Linked DNA regions of Pan troglodytes: regions 1 and 3 are each linked to region 2. A link is a contact called in public Hi-C data. All regions are on one chromosome and are shown on one strand. Each heading gives the region's core, a stretch centred on a gene start, on an enhancer-like site or on the middle of the called end of the contact. The rest is flanking DNA. Distances are from core to core; before and after follow the strand shown.

The links. A called contact is a pair of places that touch in the nucleus more often than the background predicts.
Region 1: a contact with region 2 is called in a Hi-C map of stem cell-derived neural progenitor cells, with 5 times the contacts expected there. The contact joins the enhancer-like site here to the promoter of LDLRAD3 in region 2. A contact is called at or near these places in 1 of 7 Hi-C or Micro-C datasets (stem cell-derived neural progenitor cells) and 1 of 1 datasets of contacts at active chromatin or transcription factors (stem cell-derived excitatory neurons).
Region 3: a contact with region 2 is called in a Hi-C map of stem cell-derived neural progenitor cells, with 6 times the contacts expected there. The contact joins the promoter of FJX1 here to the promoter of LDLRAD3 in region 2. A contact is called at or near these places in 1 of 7 Hi-C or Micro-C datasets (stem cell-derived neural progenitor cells), 1 of 1 datasets of contacts at active chromatin or transcription factors (stem cell-derived excitatory neurons) and 1 of 1 other capture datasets (stem cell-derived neural stem cells).

What each region holds. Positions count from the first base shown.
Region 1 is chr9:40,277,177-40,281,092 of NHGRI_mPanTro3-v2.0_pri, reverse strand. No RefSeq gene overlaps it. Among named protein-coding and RNA genes, the nearest start is that of COMMD9, 23 kb to the left of the region's middle. Within about 2 kb of position 2,457, at least 4 of the 24 cell types and tissues checked have an H3K27ac peak or open chromatin away from gene starts, as enhancers often do. A contact at or near this core is called in stem cell-derived neural progenitor cells, where this site is marked.
Region 2 is chr9:39,955,434-39,959,291 of NHGRI_mPanTro3-v2.0_pri, reverse strand. It overlaps LDLRAD3 (low density lipoprotein receptor class A domain containing 3), which reads right to left and starts at 2,316. Exons shown (of 6, transcript XM_001142392.7): 1 at 2,201-2,316. The coding sequence starts at 2,246.
Region 3 is chr9:39,626,699-39,630,745 of NHGRI_mPanTro3-v2.0_pri, reverse strand. It overlaps FJX1 (four-jointed box kinase 1), which reads right to left and starts at 1,474. Exons shown (of 1, transcript XM_508371.7): 1 at 1-1,474. The coding sequence starts at 1,180.

The sequences.
Region 1 (3,916 bases), core at 1,208-3,707, 320 kb before region 2:
ATATTTTAATCTAGAAGCCATTGGCTACCTGGCATTTTGAAAGTTTTCCAGTGGTTGAACATTTACAAGAACAATTGTGAAACTGTGCCTGTTGGCTTCCAAATACTGATCGTTCCTAAACATTCTCTTACCAGCATAATGTTGACCTTTGCACAACTTCCTTCTTTCTTTGGTGCTCACATTTCTGTGATTTAATCGTCCTTTTTACAAGTACTTTAAGAAAGAAAAAATAAAAAAGATTTTCTAGTAGTATTCCCTGGTTGGTGTCAGAGGACCCTAAACTCTAAGGAGAGGGAATGGTTCTTTATTTGGGGAAGTGTCAAGAGCTCTTGAAGGTTAGTCTGAGAGGCTGAGTTTCTATTAGCCTCAGGCCCTTGGGAAAGTCTCTAATGGGCTTTTAGGTCTCATCTGTAAGTAGAGATGATAACTACTTAAGTAATGCATCTCATAAATTTACGGTAAACTGCATAGACCCACAGGCTGAAGAATAGAACTTTCTTGGCTATTGTTATCAATGTTGAACTAGCCATATGACCTAACACACATACCACACAGTAAAATACAATACTGTCCCAACAAACTGAATGATAAAGGATTTGAGAGATGCTCTGGGATATCAGAGGGCATGGGGTCATTGTTATACACATGCTGGATCCCCAGCTCAGGGGATGGCCTCTGCTTAGAATTTCAGGAACTCTGATAAAGCTCTTACTCAAGATATTTTTGCTTATTTGCTTATTAAACATCAGGGAGCAAGAGTCACTGTATTAGGATATTGATTTGGCTGCTTTAACAAAAGCCCAGCTTCCATGGATTAAAGAATTTAGAAGTTTCTATGTAAAAGTCTGAGCTGGTAGGGGCTTTGAGTGGGTAGGATCGTTCTGCTCTGGTTTATAGACTCAGAATCCTTCCATCTTGTTTCACCAACCACCAAGTATTGCCCTCATTGCTGTGAGCAAAGCCTGTGCCCCATCACCCTCCAAGTCTATATCCCAGCCATGGGAAAGAGGGAAGGGGAAGAGGATGAGGAGGAGGAGGGTATACCCCAGAAGTTGCCACGTTATTTTCACTCATATCCCACTGGCCTCAATCACATGATCTATACTTAGCTGCAAGATAGGTTGGGAAATACAGTCTCTGCTGGGTGGTCTTGTGTGTAGCTAACACATTGGGGTGGGGGAGGGCAGGAGAATGAGCTAGTGGGTTTCTGTATTTTACTGAAATAGAGCAGATAGTGAGAGACAATTCACAGGTACGGTCATAAACACCCACTCAGTTGACTACAGCTCAGTGTGGCTTAATTTATCAGTTGCTTTCCTGGAAGCAGGTTTTCTGCAGGAAGAGAAAAGAACAGAAAGGAGCTATGCAGTGGTGGGGAGGAGCAGGTGGTGATGTGGGTGCTTCTTGAGGACAGAGACCATGTCTCATTCACTCGGTATCCATGATATCTTCCACTGTGACTGGCGCACAGTACATTGCCCCATAAATGTCCCTTTGCATCCCACTTCTTCCACAAACTCACAGGATTTGACCTGTGTAGTAAACCATGCCTGAATTAGATTGAATGCAATAGAATGGCAGACTGACAGAATTCACGCTCACTTGAATTGCTCGTCCTAAATCGACCTCAGCTGGGCCCTAATTCACCAACTAGGTGATTTCATCATTCTCCAGCTTGCTTTCATTCTCCAGCATTGATTTCTGGCCTTTATTGGTTTTGAGTCTGTGAGCGTGGGAGATTTGTTCATAGCAGTCTCCCAGCCACACTATTTGGCTTGGGTAGGAAGAGGTAGGGATTGGGAACTCTGGATGAGGGTAGGAAGGAGCTGCTGCTGAGGTGGTAAGTGGAGGGGCAGACGTGGATCTTCTGAGCTCCTGCCACTGTAGAGTTCAGGGACCAGCACTTCCAAGGGGTCAGCAAAGTCTCCAACTGCTGGAGGAGGGCAGGAAAGAGGCACTAGCCCTGGGCCTGAGCAGAGGTGGCAGCATGGTCACCAGGGCTTTGCCCCGCCATGCCCTCTCTCTGGAATGGCTTCCCTTAATCCTGGCCTAATTCCTAGTCATCCTTCTGGATTCAGGAGCAGCACCTAACAGGGGCCCAGGAAGTCAAATTAACTGGCCTGTCTTCCCCACCTGCGTTTTCTCCATCATTCCTCAGCACACTGCATTTTAATGGTCTGTGTCTGTGCCTTCCCCCACACACTGTTCACCTTTCTGTTCCCCACACCTGAGCGCACAGATAATGGGCAGCTTCTGTGGGTACCGAGAGCTTCCTGGCACCAGCTGAACTGGAAGTGTATCCCTGGGGCTACTTCTATAAAAGAGATCATTGGTCAAGGGGCCATACCCTGTTTGGTGACCCAAGGTTATCATGGGCAAAAGCCAAACCTCACCTGGGCGCAGCTGGAGCTTCCCCAAGATGCCCAGCAGATGGCGCAGTCGTCCTCCTTATCTTCCCACCTTGGCCTAAAATCGGAACAAAGACCAGGGAAGCTGAGGGAAGGTGGGGTAGTGGGCAGGCCTCTCCTAGAACCCCGCAAGGGGAGAAGCTTCCTGCAAAAGAAAACCTCAGGCCCAGACCCTTCACCTAACAGAACTCTCCTGCTCAGGCCCTGGGCAACATAGGCAGAGAAGGCAGAAGACAGAGCAGGCAGCGCAGGCCCACCCAGGGCACCCATTCAACCCTGCTCCCCAGACCCAGCTGCAGAAGCCCCCAGGGTCTCCTCGGTGCTTCTGAAATGCCACCATTAGGGCCCATTAGATACAACTCTTCCAGATCAGGTTTTGCTCATGGCAACCATGCAAGTCCCACAGTCAGTCCACAGTGGAACTTTCTACACCTGGACAGGTGGTGGAGCCAGGATTCAAATTTAGGTCTGCTTAGAGCTAAGTCTCAGTTTCTCATCTCTAAAAGAGAGAGATGGAAAGTACTTTTTCCTGGCAATGCAGCTTGGAGGGGATTCATTGTACATGAAGGTGTCTGAGAAATAAAGGATGCCCAGTGTTGGTTTAACTTCAAATATGTACACAGGTGCCTCCACTGGGGTGAGCCCTTCCACAAATCAGAGGACTCATCAGTTCTTTTCTGAGAGTAGGTTTGATGTGATGGGGTTGGGGGTGGGGGGACATGGCAAGGAGTCCTTGTCACCTCTCATCTGGACGAGTCCAAAGGCCTCCAAACTGGTTCCCTGCCTCCCATCGTGCCATCCCTCTCACCCCGCCTCCCATCCTTCCTCCTCATTGCTGCAGGTGTCTTGCAAATGGAAATCTAATGTCACTCTCCTGCCTAAAATACTCAGAATAAAGCCCAAACTCAGAAGAATATTACTCAGTGTCCTTTACAACCTGATTTCTGACGACATTTTAGTCTCATGAAATAAAATTAAGAAATGGACTTAAATCAGAATCAGCAGTGCCAGGGCCAGGGGCTGGAATGGGTCCTGGGTGATGATTCGGGTCAGCTCTGGGCCTCAAGGCCAGAAGCAGTGACAGGATGAGGAAGAAGGGAATGAGAGGGCTTGGTAGCCCGCATTGTCCAATTCTCGATCTGCGTTTTCTCAAGGACAGGGCCTGGGACAGTGCCTGTAGTTACAGATACTCAGTCAGGATTTGTTGAATGCATGTAGGAATGAATGAACAAATGAATGAAAAAAATGGCTATCCTGACAGGGACTAGGGTTGACTGAGTGGTCACTCAGTCAGTGCCACCAGCCACTGCCTTTTGCTAACCTCAGAGGCTGGAAGGGGCACTGCTGGAGGACAGTGAGGCTGAGGAGAAGAGAGCTCGTCTCAGCTGCACCATCTGGGACCCAGCTCTAGGGGTCTGGGTAACAGTGACATCAAGAGCAGAAATCCTAGAGCCTGCTATGCCCACAGCCTCTGAATGCTTGTCCCAAACCTCCCAAGAAAATCACCC
Region 2 (3,858 bases), core at 1,067-3,566:
CTTGACCCTGGGATTCTTTCACAGACTATCAGATGGAGACAGAGATCCAAAGTCTTGGCTTTTACAATCTCTCTTGTTTTATCAACTTCCCAGAAGAGGATCCAAGCACAGGCCATGGGATGGAGGGCTAGGGTCTCTGGTCTGGCTATGAAACCCAAACTGAACCAAACAGGCTTTTCTTATGAGCTGGGAGCCCAGGAGCATCTAGTTGACATTAGGAAAAATGACCAGCCCTGTTTCTGGCAACACTTGGGTCAAAGTGAAATCCATGCTAAAAAGATGATGCTTAATGTAACATGAAAGATGCACACACTCCAACCTGCCTAGATGTTTCTAAGGCAGCAACTCTAAAGGTAATTCAAAGCCCACAGATAATGGAAAACCCACCAGGGACAGTTGGGCTATTCCTCCCCCTATCCATCTGCTCCTTGCTATGACCATTTTATTTATTTTAGCCCTATTTTAGATGTACACACACACATTAAATAGCCACTGCTGACCAGAGAGGGACAAAATTAACTTTACAACTATTTTTACAGAGATGGAGACTCAACTAAAGCAACCCAGTACCAACTGGGAGATGCAATAAATAAGTTTCCATTTGGCCACAGTGGCTCTCCCAGGACACACACAAGAGCCAGCTTCCATACTGTCCTTCTCAGGTGCTATGAGCGGACACACCACAGCTACACAGATTGAATTTGTGAATCCAAACAGGTCTTCATATCTGTAGACGCCCTGAAAATCGACCTGCTCTAACAGCCTCCAAACAATTCACACCTGCTCCTGGCTGCCCAATGTCCTGTGAGAACTCTCTCCCCAGGTGGACTAATTTAAGGGCACTCTCACCCAGACCTGGTTAAAAATCCACAGCAGTCACCAGGAGGTCTAGTCCCTCCCTGGAAGCCCAGCAAACCCATAAGCATCTAAATGGGGTATCAGAGGAGTGGAGATGATGTCATGGGTCTGAGAGCAGGAAAGGCTGCCCAGTGGGCTGTGAGGATGCCCAGGACCAGGGACATCAAGGAAGAGAGGAGATATCCCTTTAACGCATCCATAACTCCAAGGCACAGCTAAGAATGAAGTGAGCCTCAACTTAGCAAACCCACAGGCCACCAAAGACACCTCGACAGCCAAGCTGCTAGAAGCACTTGGCAAAATAGGGCAGCTATTGGACATGTGGATGGCACAAACACCAGGCAGGCAAGATTCTGCTGAAGAAAGTTCACTGGGCCCTGTCACCCACATTCTAGGCATCAGATGCCCAGAAATAAACGTCAAGGGGCCAAGGGCGGGCCCAGTCCAGGAGGGACAGCTGACAGCTGTGGGCGGCGGGCAGGGGCAGAGGAGGAAGGGCTCCCAGGCTGGAATTCGGATCATGCCCACATCAGCAGAAAAGTTCCTGGGAACAGCACGCTGTCTGGAAGGGAAGGAGGCTTGCTGCGGTCCAGGCCCCGGGATGCACACGCGGTGGTGATGCCAGGTTCAAAGGGCCGCCGGATGAAGCCCCGTGTCCTCTCCCAGGGCCCCTCGCCGGTCAGGGCGCCCATCGCGGGGCAAGTAGGGTGGTCAGACGTCTTAAATAAAGCTTCGGTTCCCAGGATCAGTGGGAAAAATGAAGAATTCCCAGATCCGGCCCTGCTTCAACTCACTTTACCCAAACCAAACAGTCCCAGAGAGGAATGAAAGGAAGCAGCTTTGCTACTCCCTCCGCGGTGCAGGTGGGGAAACTGAGGCACGGAGTGCACGCCAGAGACTCGGGAAGAGGCCCAGAGGAGGCTAACGCAGCCGCGCGCGCCCAGGCGTCTGGGAAGATGAGACCAGGGAAGAGTTCTCTCCTCTCCTTTCCTTTCCCCGCCTCCGTTCCTCAACACACACTACACACACACAGCCACACTCGAGCTACGCCCAATCGGGGCAGCCGCCGGGCTCCCCAGACCCGGACTGCACACAGAGCCCCGCCCGCGCACACAGCACAACACGACCCGGCGCGCACGCCCACACAATAGGACGGCTCGCACCCCGCGGCGGCCCCTCGGCAGGGTCCCGGCCAGCCCGGCGCCGGGGTCCGCCCTCCGCGCTCACCCACGCCCGGAGAGCGGCCCGCGCCCAGGAGGGGACGCGATCGCACCCGGCCGCTGCGCCCCGCGCCCCGCACCCCGCGCCCCGCGGGAAGTTCGCCCGCCGCCCCCCGACTCACCCGCGGCGCTGCTCAGCAGCAGGCACAGCGGCCCCAGCAGCCACATGGCGCGGCCGCCGCTCCCGCTGCCCGGCGTCGTTGCTGCCCCCGCGGCCTCGGCGCTGACCCCGCCCCTCGCCGCGCCGGCCCCGCCCTCCCGCCTGGCCCTCCTCCCTCCCGCCTTCCCCGGGCCCGGCCCCGGCCCCGGCCCGGCTCCGCTAAGTTTTGCAAGCGCCTGGGCTGCGCGTGGCCACCCGCATGTTACCCTGGGTGTCCTGACTCCGAGGGGCCGCCGAGCGGGGCGGAGGGTTCAGCCTTTCGGTCTCTCATCGCCTCCCGGGTCTGGCCGCGAGGATCTTCTAACAGCCTGGGCTCTGTTCTCTGCTTCCTTTTGTCCCTCTCATTTCTGCCTTTGCTTCCACACCCAGCGAGATGCAGCGCCCAGACCAAAACTTGAGTTCTTTACTCAAACTACAAAGTGAGTTTACTACCGAGAGAGAAAAAGTTAAAAGAAAGGGTCAAATCTTATGAGAAAATTGTAGTATATTTTTAGTAGCGAGTGTGGAATACCAGTGCTTCTCAAACTTTAATATGCATCTGGCACACTTGACGATCTTGTTAAAATACTGACTCTGGTTCAGTAGATCTGGCGTAGAGCCTGAGATTCTGCATTTTTAACAACATGGTGGCTGATTCCAAGGCTGATGATCCGGGAGCCACCGGTAAGAGCAGCTGACACCTACCATGCACACAGCGTGGACCACATGAGTTATTTTGTCTGCATAGTGTCCACCTTGACCTGTTGAACGTTTGGGACCCAATTTGGAAAAAATAAAATTAAAAAAAGGAAAAGGTCATGAAAGGCAGATACCCAAATGCAAAAAAATATAGCTGCACCAATGCACTTGCTTCCAGAGGGCAGTGGTGAAAAGCCCCAAAAGACTTAGATGGTGGAAGAAGGGGATGACACTTTTGTGCTCCACTCTCTCTGATCCCCCACCCAAAAAAAGCAAAAGACTAACGCAAATAATTGCCAAAAACTGGAAACAACTCAAGTGTCCATCAATTGATAAATGGATCAATAAATTAAAACTTTTGGGGGCAGTGCGACTGTTCTAATCTTGATTATAGTGGTAGTTACACAACTGTATACATTTGTCAAAACAATGGAACTGCATCCCTAAAATCCATCCCTCAAAAGGGTTGAGTTTATTTACACAAACTCCACCTGGCTGAAAGAAAGGGGAAGGTATGGGTACAGGGGCAGTTATAAAAGGGATGCCTGCATCAGATTTTGGGATGCCCTGGAGACACCCTCAAGGGTGTTAAGATTCAATTACTTTACTCTGTAATTGCGTGCTGTAGTCTGGAAACATAAAGGCTAAAAAGGATCAGGTCAAAATTTAAAAATACCAATGATTGTTCAAGGTAATGAGAAAATGTGATGTGAGGGAGGAAAGGTTAAGTTCCATAGTTCATAGCACACATGGAAAATATAAATCAATTATCTAAATGATTTGGCATTCAGGGCTTTTATCCTGGGATTGATGAATATTATGGAGATTGTCCCATGGGCTTCAAAGAATTTTAAAGCCCGTAAAATTTTATGCAAAATGTCCTGTGCATGTGGGTATGTGCATTGTTCCAGGAAGCTTGTTGGAAGAGGCCTCCTGCCTTTG
Region 3 (4,047 bases), core at 225-2,724, 330 kb after region 2:
GCCGGTAGAGGCGCAGCAGCCGGGCCGCGGCGTCCTGTCCGCGGTGCAGCTCCAGGACGCGCCGCGCGGTCCGCTCGCGGAACACGCACACTGACTGCAACAGCGGCTCGTTATACTTGTCCCACATGCCTGCTACCCGGTAGCCGTGCACCAAGCCCGCCTCATTGTCCAGAAAGACCAGCGCCCCGCCCGGACCGCGGTGCAGGTTGCTGGTGGCACGCTGCATGACGCGCGGGTCCCACTGCAGGCTGAAGAGGTTGCTTACGAGCCGGTCGAAGTTGGCCGTCAGGTAGTCGAAGAGGATTAAGTCGGTCCATTGTACTAGGTCCACCAGCTCCGCCTGGCTGAGGTTGGCCAGCTCACCCCCGGCATCCCGGAGGGGGCGCAGACGGCCGTCCTCCGAGCGCCAGGGCGCGGGCACCACCACGTCCGTGAGGTTGGGCAGCCAGCGTGTCAGGCTCACCACGCTGCCCTCGGTCCAGTGAGCAGCGCGCAGCTCCTCCTGCACCTGCGCCCACTGCGCGCCCCGAGCCTCCACCCGAGCCAGTGCCAGCGGCGGCACGTGGCGCTGGAGGCCCAGCAGGCGCGCCAGGTAGTAGGACAGGGCCTCGCCCTGAATCTGCTCCGGGTTGATGCCGTAGCGCACGCAGGCGCGGGTGCCGTCGGCAAAACGGGCCAGTCGGTTGGAGCTGCGCCCGCAACCCCCGCGCTCCAGGGCCACCACCCGGGCGCCGCGAGCCGCCTCCAGCCACGCCGCCGCCTGGGCCTCCGAAAAGCCCGGGGGCACCTGCTCTTCCAGGCCGCGGCTCCAGAAGACGCCCCCGTGCACCGCGGCGCTCTCCTCCGGCCGGGGCCGCCTGGCTGGCACGTGCCACCTGGGCTCGCTCCGGGACTGCCGGGGCGGGCCGTCCGCGCCGGCCGCCAGGGTGAGCAGCGCCCGGAAAGTTTTCAGGGAGCCGCCGCGGGCGTCCCACGCCAGGGGCGGGGGCAGAGGGAAGCGAGGCGCGGGCGCGGGGCCGCCGCTCCGGGCCGGGCGCCGTGGGAGTCGGTCTTCGGGCGGCCGGGAGGCGGGCAGCTCGGTCCGCGGCGGCAGGAGCCCTCCCCACATCGCCAGCAGCGAGCCCAGCGCCAGCAGCCAGAGCCCCGCGGTGGCGGCGGCGCCCCGCATCCTCCTGCCCATGCTCCCGCGGCTGTGCCGGTGCGCCGCCGCCGCTTCAAGCCGAGCCCAGGCACCCGGGTCCCGGCGGCGAGGCGGGCCCGGCAGTTTGTGGGCTCCGAGGCTTCGGGCGCTTCGGCCCCATCGCGGCCGCGGGGTGCTGCGGGGCTCTGTCCGGCGCTCCGCCCGGCGCTGGGAACTCGAGTCCCCGCCGCTTCCCAGCTGCTTTTGTATTTCGCTGTGAGACCCTCCGGTGGGCGCGATTCACAGGCGCCCGGACCACGTGGGAGCGAGGGGGATCCCCCTCCCCCTCCTCCGCCTCCGCTCCCCGCCCCCCGCTCCCCCGCCCCCTTCCTCTCCTCTTCCACTTAAAGCGGCGATGGCTCCTTCCGAGAGGGAGAGGCGGCCCCACACTCGGTCTGGGACTTAGGGGCCTGGAGGAAGCCGGACTGGCTGCGCCCGCGCCGGGGCGTAGGAGGGGGTGGCGCAGAGCCGGAGTCTGGGGCCTGGCGGGAGGGACGCGCCCTGGGCCCTCGCGGTGGTGTCGTGGTCGCCGGGTCCCTTTGCCTAGGCAGCGCGGATCTCCTGCAAACTTCAGACAGATTTCCACCTCTTTCCGAGCTCCGCCAGGCTAGGATCAGGCAGGGTCCCTTTGCTTTCTCAGTTTCTGTCTGGGTGATTCACGCTGCTTTATGTAAATCCCTGGGAATGTCTCCGAGCCACAGAGGATGTGATTCCAGCGGAAAGAGGAACCCGCTGTAGCCAACAACTTTGAACCGACACTCCCTTTTCCGAGCTCGCACATCAGCACCAATCAGTATTGGCCGCTCTGCCTTTCCCAAGGGACTCCCAGGGAGTGAAGCCTCGCTGTGCACGTGCCCCTTGAACACCTAGGCCATCTCCCATTCATTCATGGATCCATTCAACACAGCGACTGCCCCTCGGTTCTGGTTCTGCTTACCAGAAGCAAAGTCCACAGATCCGGGTCCCAGTGCTGCTGGAATTTACATCCCAGTGGGACTCTCAGGTTGCTAAGAGAGATTATAGCCATCCAACCTCGTGTTGGGGAGAGGGGAGTCAGGGACGACTTTTCGAAAGAAATGATACCGTTTTGTCCATGAGGAAACTGAGGCACAGAGAAGGGATGGGTGTTGCTCAGGATTGCACAATTAGCAAGTGGCGAAGCTAAAAGTCAAACCCAGGTCTCCTGGCCGCATGCACTTGATTTTCCCTCCATTAAGAAAGATCAGTATTTCTTTTTTAATCAAGTCAGCATTCTCAAGTTTGAAATTCACTGTCATTTGACCACTTTGTTCCCCAAATGTGATTTTTCAATTAAAAGGATTTTTCAAATGAAAAGGAAAAAAACCTCAATCCCATACTGCATTTGATTTACTGCTTTTACGATTTAAGGGAAAAAGAAATGGTGGTGGTGGGGGGGGGGAGGGAGGCGGTGAAGGAGCAAAGAAAACAAAATGAACAACCTCTTCACCCCAACACATCTTCCAGCCACCTCTGGGTTACATTTACTAGGAAAACTTTTGGATGCCAGTCGGCCCTCCCTTACCTCTCTGTATCAGAATGAGTCCCAGATCCACACTGAGATTCCCAGGGTAGACACAAGATCAGGGGCATGGTGGAATCCACCTCTCAAAGGCCAGAGTTTGAAATCTGTTTCCTTACATGGTGTGTATCGTTTCTCTCCTTTCATCTTCCCATCAGGTGCACATGGGGGTTTTCAACTGGACTACCTCATCAGCTGGCACTGATTATGTTTTATTCTCCAAAGAAAAAAGGTTCTAGGGTGATAGAGCGTTCTAGGGTGATAAAGCAGACACTCATGTTTATGCCTGAGCAGTGGCATCAAAAAACCACATTTGGAGTATTCCAGCACTGACCCAGGATACAGTCAAGTGTTTTCACTGGTGTGGTTAAGTACATATTGGATGAACTGTTGAATCTGTTCCCAACCACATGGTGGCTATATCATGCCATTTTATAACTCTTATCTGATAATGAGATTACTATGGCTCCCATATGGTTACATCGAAATATATTAATCCATTCAAAGGTCTTATTTTTTTGCCCTATGTAAGCCCCTCCTCATCTTTCCCTAGCAGGCAGGGACTATGTCTTATTAACTTTTTATTTCTTATACCACCTAACATAGTATATTACACTAAATAAGCACTGAATACATTTATTTTTTTTTGTCTTTTGGTTTAACTTCTACTGGGATATATATGTATTTATTTGAAAGGCAGCCTCTTTCAGCGTGGGCAAACTATAAGCAAGATCGCCACCTAGTGGGCATAAGTAGAGTATCATCTAATTGGAGAAAAGTAGACATTTTTAACTGGATGATTAATTGTTGAAGTTAAATTCGGAAGACTATTAAATGTCTACTGTGTACCCAGCTATGTCCTAGGGGATATGGAGAAATCCAAAGTAGTTGGGGTCTCTGTCTTTTTGGCTGCTAACAAAAGCTGTAAGTAACTACCATTGTAAACTTGTGGGGAGTCTGTCTTGTCCATTGTTTTATGGCTGCCTGGGCACAATGCCTGGCACTTAGTGTGTGTTCAACAACAATTTGCTGAATACATCGTTAGAATGCTAATGAGATGAAGCTCTGCAAGTAGCATGTTTTAAGTTTTTTTAAATTAAATACCTTACTACTAAATAATGCAAAACAATTTTGTCCAACGGTTGTGAGTTATTGTTCAGCTGATTAAAGAATACAAAATAAGAACTTCCACTAATTTTAAAAAGAAAAAATATTGGTGAGGGTTTTGCATAATAGATGTGAGGGGAAGCACATGATTTTAATTCTGGGGGGGCTGGCTTCAAATCCAGAGACTAGAAATCCTGGAATCTCCTAACCATATTGCTGG